3 separate regions of the Sus scrofa genome follow, and regions 1 and 3 are each linked to region 2. A link is a contact called in public Hi-C and HiChIP or PLAC-seq data. All regions are on one chromosome and are shown on one strand. The core of a region is the stretch at or near the end of the contact, and the rest is flanking DNA. Distances in the headings are between cores, read along the strand shown. Region 1 holds the start of BRK1 (protein BRICK1). Region 2 holds the start of TADA3 (transcriptional adaptor 3). Region 3 holds the start of MTMR14 (myotubularin-related protein 14).

Region 1 (3,664 bases), core at 320-2,819, 240 kb after region 2:
GAACTCCTTTATTTTCTCTTGAATCAGAGACAAAAGTTTTTATTGTGCAGTTGAGTTTTTTTTAATGAAAGTCTGCAAAGCAAAATTATATGATTAAAAATTGTTAGACAATGGTTCATCATGCTGTACAGTAGAAAAAATGACAGAACTCTGTAAACCAGCTATAATGGAAAAAATATCATTATATAAAATAAAGACAGTTCCCATCGTGGCGCAGTGGTTAACGAATCCGACTAGGAACCATGAGGTTGCGGCTTCGGTTCTTGGCCTCGCTCAGTGGGTTAACAATCCGGTGTTGCTGTGAGCTGTGGTGTAGGTTGCAGACGCCGCTCGGATCCCATGTTGCTGTGGCACTGGCGTAGGCTGGCAGCTACAGCTCGGATTCGACCGCTAGCCTCGTGAACCTCCATATGCCGTGGGAGCGACCCAAGAAATGGCAGAAAGACTAAATAAATAAAGACAAAATATTTTTTAAAATTGTTAAAAAAGAAAAAGAAAAAGGAATTCCCATCGTGGCACATTAGAAACGAATCCGACTAGGAACCATGAAGTTTCGGGTTAGATCCCTGGCCTTGCTCACCGGGTCAAGGATCCATTGTTGCCGTGAGCTGTGGTGTAGGTTTGCAGACGCTGCTTTGATCTGGCATTGCTGTGGCATAGGCTGGCAGCTACAGCTCTGATTAGACCCCCTAGTCTGGAAACCTCCATATGCCAGGGGTGCGGGCTCCCCCACCAAAAAAAAAGAAAAGAAAAAATTTTGTATTTTGTTTTCTTCTTCACTTTAGCATGTGTGTTCTGTTGCCATAATTGACATTTAAATGACCTCATAATATTGCTCTAAGTGACTATACTGATATTTAGCCATTCCCCAACAGTTGAGATTTGTTTTTTTAAATGAATGATGCCTTTAAGAACATTGTGCTCAAAGTGTTTTCTCTTTTCCAATGAGCTCTTCTTTTTTGTCTTTTTTGGGCCGCATCCCAAGGCATGTGGACTTCCCAGGCTAGGGGTCGAATCAAAGCTGTAAGCTGCCAGCCTGGACCACAGCCATCAGATCAAAGACTCTGCAGCTCTATCTAACCCACTGAGCTAGTGCCAGGGATGGAATCCACGTCATGGATACTAGTCATGTTCCTTACGGCTGAGCCACAACGGGAACTCCACCAATGACTTTATTAAATTTCCTTCTGAATAGATCTTGCCAGCTTACAGTATGACCAGCTATTTACTAATTTTCCCATTTCCCTTCAGCCAGCCTCTTCATCTCTAAGTATTATAGTTTAAAAAAATAACCTTTTGTTCATTTGATAAATGCAAGGTGGGCATCATGTGTTGTTAAAAGGCATTTTTGAAATGACTTGTGTTTTCTGTGGTTTAATTGGCATTGCCCAGCTTATTGTGGTCAGAGATCTCAGTTTGGAGCGCCTGAAGTTAGGGTTGATGCGGGCTCACGCGCCCCCTAACGACCAAAACTGCCAGTGACTGAGGGGGGACGGGGGGGGCTCTGAGTGCGTGCGCACTCCATTCTCCAAGCCGGTTTTGCGGCCACCGTTTTCCGGGGTGTGGGAGAAGAGCGAAGACGCTGGCGGGGACTTGACAATGCGCAGGCGCATCACGAAGCCTGTGGATTTGTGGCCAACCGAGCATGGGCGTGGGCTGGCTGCGTCGGCGCACTGGAGGCCTGGAGGGTCGAGGCGCGTGCGCAGTCGCGCTTCCTTCAGCTGCAGCCATGGCAGGCCAAGAGGATCCCGTGCAGCGGGAGATTCACCAGGATTGGGCGAACCGGGAGTACATTGAAGTCATCACCAGCAGCATCAAGAAAATCGCAGACTTTCTCAACTCGTTTGGTCAGCGGGCGAGCAGGGGGAGGCAGGGAGGAGGGGGGCCCGCCTAGGGAGGGCGCTGAGAAGCTTTGACGCGGGTTCTGGGAGCCGTGGGCTCCTGCTGGTGTTTGCTTCCGCCTTCAGGCCGCACTTTTCCCCTCTCGCTCTGACCCCCGGCCTCCACTGATCATTCCCTGTGGGGTTATCCTGCCCCACGCTGAGCTCATCGGCTTCATTGCCTTCCCCCCGCATCCAGTAACAAGTCCGTTCCTTTCCCGGACGTGTCAGACAGCCCCATCCATCGCCTGAATCTTTCCTTCTCTTCAGGCGTCTCCCTTCTTTTGTGCTTCGTTTCAGTCGTCACTTGGTGCTCAGAGAGCGCTGTCCAGAAGCCCTTTAGCGTCGAGCCTGTTAGTCGCCCCTCCTGTCGGTCCTTTCCTGTCTCGGCGTGTGCTGTGCAGAGTGGTAGATGAGAGCGGAGGAGGGCCCACATCGCGTCCGGCCAGGGACATCTCTGCATCGCTAGTATCTAGACCACAGTGGGTGTTGTCTGCTTCTAGCAAAATCTTTCCTTGGCATGACCTGTCCGTGACAGTCTTAAAGTTCCTTCCGCGTTGTTTCCTATCCTTGTGCTACACCCTGCAGCAGAGACTCCTGACTCTTGTTCTCCGAGTGTTACTTTGAAAGAACCGGGCACTGGGTAAACTTTTTATGTCATCACAAGGTGTGGGGATGACATCTAGTGATCTTTTTCCAGTTGTGCTTCTGGCCCACTAATTCAGCAACATTAAGCGATTAAGTAGGGGAAACTGATAAATTTAAAAAGACTTAAAAAGGAATTATTTTCTTGCTAAGAGAAGTCCAAAGGAGTGTATAAAGGTGACAGCAAGAGATTTGTCCAAAAGCATCAGCAAGACAAACTAGATCTGAGTACAAGGCTCTTTCTCAGTCTCTGTGGGGAAGACAGAATAAGAACCATTTCCTACAATTAAGTGATTTCTATTTTGAAGATGAAATAATGACATCAGAGCAAAGCAGAACATTGTTTCTGATTTAATATATTTACATATAGGAATTCCCCTTGTTGCTCGGCAGTAACAAACCTGACTAGTATCCATGAGGACCTGTGTTTGATTCTTGGCCACACTCAGTAATTTAAAGATCTGTGTTGCAGGAGCTGTAGTGTAGGGTGCAGAGGTGGCTGGGATTCTGCATTCCTCTGGCTGTGGTGTAGGCCAGCAGCTACAGCTCCGATTCAACCCCTAGCCTTGGAACTTCCATATGCCTTGGGTTTGGCCCTGAAAAGACAAATATATACATGGTCTTTTACATTTGTATGTAAATACACATTATTTATTTATAATAAGCTTATAAAATATATAAATATATATACTTGCATACAAATGTGTAGGACTATAACCTTTTTAAAAAATGTTTAAAATTCTTATAGCCATACCCATGGCATATGGAAATTTCTGGGCCAGGGATTGAATTCAAGCCACAGCTGCAGCAACAACAGATCTTTTAACCCAGTGCCCTGGGCTGGAGATTGAACCCACACCTCTGCAGTGACCAGAGCCACTACAGTCGGATTCTTAACCCACTGCACCACTGCAGGACCTCTAGAACTATAATCTTGATATGTTTTGGGATGGTGGAGTCCTCATTCAGGGACTGGGGGAAAGGTTGTATTAGTGAGCAGTAAGAATAGTATAAATTATATGCCAGTGATACATATTCATACATATTACTTGCTATAGAAGTTGTGATAGGAATGGTAGTTAAGAAATTATAGATCTCTGGGAGTTCCCATCATGGCTCAGTGGTAATGAACCTGACTA
Region 2 (3,588 bases), core at 995-3,494:
GGCAAACAGCAACGCTGGCAAGTGCTTGGGCCAGGATGCAAATCCAGGCCTCCTCATTCCAGTTACCTCAGTACTCCTAACCACAACAGCACATCAGTTGGTACTTGTGTGCCCTCCTCCTCCCTTCATTCATTCTTTTTAGGGCCACACCTGTGGCATATAGAGGTTCCCAGGCTAGAGGTTGAATCAGAGCTGCAGCTGCTGGCTTATGACACAACTACGGCAATGCCAGAACCAGACTACGTTTGTGACCTACATTACAGCCCATGGCAATGTCAGATCCTTCACCCACTGAGCGAGGCCAGGGATTGAACCCAAATCTTCATGGATACTACATGGGTTCATTACCACTGAGCCTCAATGGTAACTCCCTCCTCCTCTCTTTAGTTGGCAAGCTCCCTCAAGGCCCAAATTGTCCTCACTACCTCTCTAATGATGAGCACAGGATCCAGAACATTGTGGGGAGTGGGGGTCAATAGATGCTTAGTGGATTAGAAATCCTGAAATTTATGAGGATCATGCACATTCCTACTTTGATTTTTTTTTTTTAGGGCCACACCTGTAGCATATGGAGGTTCCCATGCTAGGGGTCAAATCGGAGCTGTAGCCTCTGGCCTATGCCACAGCCATGCCAGATCTGAGCCTCGTCTGCAACCTACACCATAGCTCATGGCAACACCGGATCTTTAACCCACTGAGCGAGGTCAGGGATTGAACCTGCGTCCTCACAGATGCTAGTCAGCTTCGTTTCCACTTAGCCACGACAGAACTCCTCCTGCATACTTTACACGTCACATAAGCCCAGTTTGGGTTTCTCTTCCCCCCACTATGCTCCCATACCTCAGGCCTCAGCAGAGAGGGCTAGCTACCTCAGTGACCCATGCCACAACCTGTCACAGTCCATCCCTGGTGTCCCTCTGTGGGGTATCACCTGGGTTTCAGCCTCGAGCACCCGCAGGCGTCGGCTGGCAGAGGAAAGCAAGGTCTCAAGCTCCAGCTGCAGAGTGTCCAGCTCCTCAATACCGATGCCATCATCCTCAGAGCGGGCCAACACTGCTGTGTAGCGGGGACAGACTTTCAGGTGGTCCACAGACTTGAAGTCATGGAACTGCAAGGGGCAGTCCTTCAGCTCACTCATGGCCCAGGATAGGGGACCCTGTGGAGCTGGAGAGAACGGACCACTGATGGGGGGACAAGTGGCACAAGAAAAGACCAAGAGCTCCTTCTATTCAGACAGCCTCAAGAAGAAAGCCAGGCTTCAGTATCCTACTAAGGCTGAAGTCACAGTTCCTATTTGTAAAGCACCTACTGTGCACCAAGCTAGATGCAGACATTTTACTGGCTTCTCATTAAATTCCTCACATAACCCCGTGACTCATGGTGATCTCCATTTTACGGATGAGAAAACTGAGACTGTTAGAGTGGGTACATGTTCATGCTTATCAACACGCAATCTGAATTCAGGTAGTTTTAAGTCTGTGCCTCTAACCACAGTTATACTGTGCCTGTCCTTCTGATGCTCTTCCCTTCAGCTCCACTCTTCCAGAGTTCTGCTAAACTCCAGAATTCCAAGTATTCCATACTTACGTTAACGTTCTTTGTGCCTCCCAGCCTCTCCTAGTTTCACCCTCCCCACCTTTTCCCTATTTGCCCCAGATAGTAAGGAATGTGAACTGCTAAACTAGATACATCAGGATTCAAGCTCTGGCTTGACCAGCCTCTATTTATATAGCCCTGAACATGTTAATTATCTCTCGAGTCTCAGTTTTTCTATCCGTAAAATGGGACAAAAGACACCTGAGCTTGTTTCCCCATAAGAAGTTTGAATCTATAAAACGGGGATAGTAATAGTACCTACCTCCCTGGGATGATCTGAGGATTAAAAGATGATGCCCGTCAAGAGCCCAGTTCAGTGCCTGGCACAGAAAAAGTGGGACTGGTTAATGACTGGCCCCACCCATGGATAGCCCCAGTGTCCCGCCTTCTGGGTCCCAGACCTTTACCGCGGACACCCTACCGCGGCCCCCGCCCCCTCTACCTCCTCCTAGCCGCCTCCTACTGCCCCCGGGCCGCGGGTGGGGGCGGGGAGTTCCGGTCGGTGAGAGCTACCGCCCCGGAACTGACTAGGGGCTGGCCCCCAGCAGTGCACGCGGGGGCGGAAAGACGCGAGGACCAGCCCCTGGGTCTTTCGAGGGTGGGAGTTTGCCGGCAGCGAGTGAGCCCGCTGCTAGTGGGGTGGAGAGAATAAGCCTCGGGCGTACCCTCGGGAACAGCCCGGCGCCTGGGGGCGGGGCTCGGCGGCCGGGTTCTCCGCTTGGCAGTTAGTCCCGCTGAGCCCCGAGGGCTGCAGGTAGGAGGGGCCCGGAGAAAGGATGGGGGCACAGAACCGGAAGGATCGAAGAGCTCCCCCGGCTCGCCTTGTCCTAATATGGTGCCCAACCTGAGGCTGGGCTGCACCACTGCATGGCTGTGAGGGAAGATGGCAGCAAAGACGACAAGAAGGCCAAAGTCACAAGCGAGAGCCTCACCGATGACGGGAGAAGCTTGAGTAGTGATTTCAAACTTCAGGAATCTAAAACTACCACGGCAGTCCTAGCGGGAAAACTTCCGAAGTGCCAAGTGTTTTTAGCTTCTCCCTCCCCCGCTCGGGACATAGATGGTACAGTCCGGACGTCCGGGCGGAGACTGCGGCTGCGCTTCTCGCGAAAGGGCAGGCGTCGCGGGGCTGGCCACTTCCGTACTTCCGCTTTCCGGCCCAGCCAGCGCCCGCGATGGTGAGAGAGAGCCGGGACCCGGGCCAGGGACCCCCACTGTTCTGTCCTCAGGCTCTGGGTTTGGGGGAGATGCGGCTTTGCAGCGGAGAGGCGCTGAGCCGTGGGGTGCTGGGGGTGCGGGGGCACCATGAGGTTGGGAGGAGGGAGGGGCGGGGGCCGAAGTGAGAAAGGAGCGAGCGGGGGACGCCCTCCTAAGAAGCAGGCCTTTCGGCTTCATAGTCTGGGTTTTGAAGCAGGTGGGAGATACTGAATCAGAGAGGAAGCTGGGAGTGGGTGCTCCTAGGTATGGTAGCACGTCGGAGGCACGTAGTAGGCCCCGTAGCCCTTAGTAGGGCCGCTGAGGCTTGTAATAGGGCCACCTCCCCAACCAGTGCAGACCTTCACTAAATATGCACCCCCCTCTTGCCCTCTTGACCCCATGGTTCTCTGAGGGAGAGCGTTCTCTGTGGAACTTCCTTATCCCAGTCTTCATGTTGCCCCAGCTGTGCTTCTACCTCCCAGACCGCTTCCTGGTCGGAACTCAACCGTATCAGTCTTACTATAGAATGTAAGCTCTGATACTGCTGATTCCTTCCTCCTTGGAAATCCTCTCATTTGATAACTGGCTGTTCATAGCAATTTAGACTCACTAGCTTCCTCTTTACACTCTCCCTGGTGGTGCTACCTATTTAACATACAGGTCTTCATGACCGTCTGCATTCTGGTAACTCCTAAATCTGCTGGTCTAGCCCTCTTTCATGGTTCACCTGGAAGTGTTGAAGACACCTTGAAATTAGACTTCCAGGCCGTAACTCCTCTTTCCCTAAACTTGCTT
Region 3 (3,446 bases), core at 516-3,015, 130 kb before region 2:
AGGTCTTTATGATTCTTTTCTCCATCTTTTGCCTTGCTCTGGCCTGGGAAGATAACTGTTCACATATCTCTGCCCATTTCAAAGGAGGATAAATTAACTGTTGGCTTTGCTTTAATGCTGGTGATCCTATAGTTCTTTCTACCAATCAAAAACTTCTCCCTGATTTCCACTGCCTCAATTTCTCTGGAACAAGTTCCGTAGATAAATACTTTTAGTAAATAGTTACACAAAATACATGAACACACTGACTGGCTTAAGGGAATGTCTCTAGTTTTCTTGCTGATTTGAAACATAGGGACATTGGCTCAGGAGTACTCTCCAAATCACGGACGTTGTTTTGTTGCTAGTAATTATTATTGTCAGCCTAATAAGCTGGGTTCTCTCAAAAATTTTAAATGTGTATGGGCAGCCATTGACCAGCCAACAGATGGTCTCTCTCTGAAGTGCAATGACAAAAGTGAAAGAAAGAATGGAACCAGCTCCAAGAATACAAGCCTGACATCACTTTTTGTGAATACTACACTGAGATCAGAAGAGGCAGTGGTGACTGAGGGTCATGTTAATACTGAATACTGATTTCTTTTCTTTTTTTAAAGGTTTTATTGAATTATAGTTGATTTACAATGTTGTGAACATTTCTGCTGTACAGTAAAATGAATACCGATTTTTTTCCCCAAACTTCTTGGATGATCAATAGGATGATAAAAGGGGGAACTGCTGAAATATATTTCTAGACCAAAGATGGTGCCACTCCTGCCCAGGCTGCCATGGCAACATACCAAAACTTAGATAACTTTTGTAAATCTTCTGCTTGACCAGTAACATACTATATCTAGTCAGCCAATCCCCAAACGCCAAGCCAACTGTAGGCTCTATACTTACTTCCTTGCTCTTTAATCATTTTTTATTTTTCACTTCCTTATTCTTTATCCTACAAAAGTTTCCTGCCTCCAGCTCCATTTTGCAGTTCTTTGGCCCCTTGAGGACAAACACTGGAGGCTTCATGAAGTATTAGTTTCTTTAACACCTAAATTGTCTTTCTTAATTATTTTTCTAACAATACTAATCTATTAGAGATAAATCACTGACGTATTCTCAGGTTAAACAATGAGATGCGCTTTGAAATAATTCTACTAGATGAGGAAAGGATGATTAAACAACAGGGTGGTATATGCTGATTATTGTTGAAACCAGCTAATGGATACATGGGGGTTCATTATACTATTCTCTCCTTTTCCGTGAGTGTTGGAAATATTGCACTAGATAAAAAGAACAGTAATATGGGCCTTTTTCATCATATAATTTCAAGCCAGTCATTCCCACCAACCCCCGCGTTTCTTCTTCAATAAAATGGATTGGCCATTGCAGCACTGTATTCGTAGGGACATTTTGAGGAGCAGTGAAAGCAAAGTGCCTTAGAAAATGCTGTTTTCTTACTTACTAGGGTTGCCAACACTAATTAGTTGCCTCCAACAGTTCCCTCCTCCTCTCCTTGTAATGGTTCATTCCACTGTTCCGCTAGTCTTTCCCGTGGTGGTTCCTTCCTCTCAGTTACCACGCTATTTCCCCCCCCCCAGCCCCAATGGTTTAGTCCGGCTTCCCCGGGGGAAACCCCGTGGGGAGGAGCACGAGGTTTCTGCGAGTGGCCGCGGTCCGCTCCCTGGAGACCACTTGGAAAGCTCCGCGTCAGGGGGTGGGCCGATAATCTTGAGGCGGGGCGCTAATCTCGGGCTCCGATTGGCCAGAACTGGAGTAAACATCCGGCAGGGTGGGGCGGGGCCGGAAGTGGAAAGGCAAGGCGGCGGCTGAGGCGGCTCGGGAGGTTCCGGACCGGAGTAGGTTCCTCCCGCTGCTATGGGCTGTCCTGATCGGTGGTGAGGGGGCCTCTGGCGCTAAAGGGGACACGGGACTGGGCCATGGCCGGCGCTCGGGCCGCCGCCGCTGCCTCGGCGGGGTCTTCGGCTTCTTCGGGCAACCCGCAGCCGCAGGAGCCGGGGCTCGGGGAGCTGCTGGAGGAGTTCTCCCGGACTCAGTATCGGGCCAAGGATTTTAGCGGGACGGGAGGCTCTAAGGTGAGTCGGAGGCACGGTGAGCAGCAGAGGGTCCCTGGCTTGGGAAGCTACTGAGGAGAGACAGGTCAGAGAAAGGAGGGAGAGAGGGAGATTGCCAGGATCTGGACCTGTAGAGCAAGGGTCGGGTTTAAAAACCGAAAAGGAGGAGCTGGGATCAGAATGAGCCAAGGAAGGACGACGTTTTGGTTTGAGACAAGGGATTTGGAGGCTAGGGATCCGAACTGAGGGGCCATTCAGAGATTAGAGAGGAGGAGCTGAGGAGGGTTGTTCCCCTGCATAAGATACTAGCACAGAAGCCTCCAAGTCTAGAATTAAAAATCTAGAGGATTTCTGCAGCTCCGTGGAGGGGTGGGGCAGAATGAAGTCAAGAGTTAAACTGGAGTGTGTTGATTCTTTATACAGTCTCAGAGTGACTTTAGAATTAGGACCATCCCTTTCCTTTCCCTTTGTGCATGAAGGGAGCCCACACTCCTCTGTTCCTTTATGAAAAACAAGTCTTGGTTCCTCTTTTTTTTCTGCCTTTGAGATTCTTTTCAGTCTCCTTATGGCCAGACCTGGAAGGCTTCCAGTCTGATCAGGCCATTCCCATCCTAGGGAATCTTGCTGACCCTGCCATCTTTCATTCCCCACGTGGTTTTGGAGGGGTTAGCATCAGGTTTTCTAATGGGATTCTTTTTCATCCTGGGTCTTGAAACTCTGGTTTGGCTCCAGGGGTTACCTATAATGGGACACACAGCAGTTGGCATCTGCTAGTCTCTAGAGTAACCCAGGGAAGGCTTCAGTAACAATGAGTTTCCTCCACTGTCCAGATGACTATTTCTCAGCTCTTAGCCTGAGGACTACCCACTTCAGCATCATCTGGGGTGCTTGTTGGTTTTTGTTTGTTTTTTGTCGTTTCTAGGGCTGCACCCGTGGCATATGGAGGTTCCCAGGCTAGGAGTCTAATTGGAGACGGCCTACGCAGCAGCCATAGCAACGCCAGATCCGAGCTGCATATACAACCTACACCACAGCTCATGGCAACATCGGATCCTAGATCCGCTGAGTGAGACCAGGGATCGAACCCGCAACCTCATGGCTCCTAGTTGGATTCGTTAACCACTGAGCCACGACAGGAACTCCTGGGGTGCTTGATAAAAAAGTTTCTTTGGTCCTATCCAGTCCTACTGAGTTAGAATTTCTGAGAGTGGTAACTTGGAATTTGTATTTTTTTAAATAGGCTTGTTAATGATATGAACCTTGAAATTTGAGGATTGCTAGTTTAAGCCACTGAGTTTTTCCTTCCCCATTGGTCTTTTGGATGGGTAGAGGGTCAGTGGTTTTGCTGGGCCCCCCTTCCGTTGTAAACACCCCTGAAGATTAGGGTTGTAAAGA

Evidence for each region. Hi-C and Micro-C count contacts between places; a contact is called where the count stands out from the background. HiChIP or PLAC-seq counts read pairs in DNA pulled down with a chosen protein or histone mark.
Region 1: a contact with region 2 is called in a Hi-C map of skeletal muscle, with 9 times the contacts expected there. The contact joins the promoter of BRK1 here to the promoter of TADA3 in region 2. A contact is called at or near these places in 1 of 5 promoter capture datasets (liver), 6 of 47 Hi-C or Micro-C datasets (embryonic fibroblasts, fibroblasts, heart right ventricle and 2 more) and 2 of 2 datasets of contacts at active chromatin or transcription factors (alveolar macrophages and skeletal muscle).
Region 3: a contact with region 2 is called in an H3K27ac HiChIP or PLAC-seq map of alveolar macrophages. The contact joins the promoter of MTMR14 here to the promoter of TADA3 in region 2. A contact is called at or near these places in 7 of 47 Hi-C or Micro-C datasets (blood, heart right ventricle, liver and 1 more) and 2 of 2 datasets of contacts at active chromatin or transcription factors (alveolar macrophages and skeletal muscle).

The regions. Positions count from the first base shown.
Region 1 is chr13:66,313,869-66,317,532 of Sscrofa11.1, forward strand. BRK1 (protein BRICK1) reads left to right here and starts at 1,570. Exons shown (of 3, transcript XM_003132361.5): 1 at 1,570-1,847. The coding sequence starts at 1,646.
Region 2 is chr13:66,077,728-66,081,315 of Sscrofa11.1, forward strand. TADA3 (transcriptional adaptor 3) reads right to left here and starts at 2,245. Exons shown (of 10, transcript NM_001206536.1): 1 at 2,039-2,245; 2 at 1,859-1,916; 3 at 932-1,164. The coding sequence starts at 1,138. It overlaps ARPC4 (actin related protein 2/3 complex subunit 4), which reads left to right. Exons shown (of 7, transcript NM_001206535.1): 2 at 2,710-2,774. The coding sequence starts at 2,772.
Region 3 is chr13:65,946,755-65,950,200 of Sscrofa11.1, forward strand. It overlaps MTMR14 (myotubularin-related protein 14), which reads left to right and starts at 1,766. Exons shown (of 18, transcript XM_013981948.2): 1 at 1,766-2,072. The coding sequence starts at 1,917.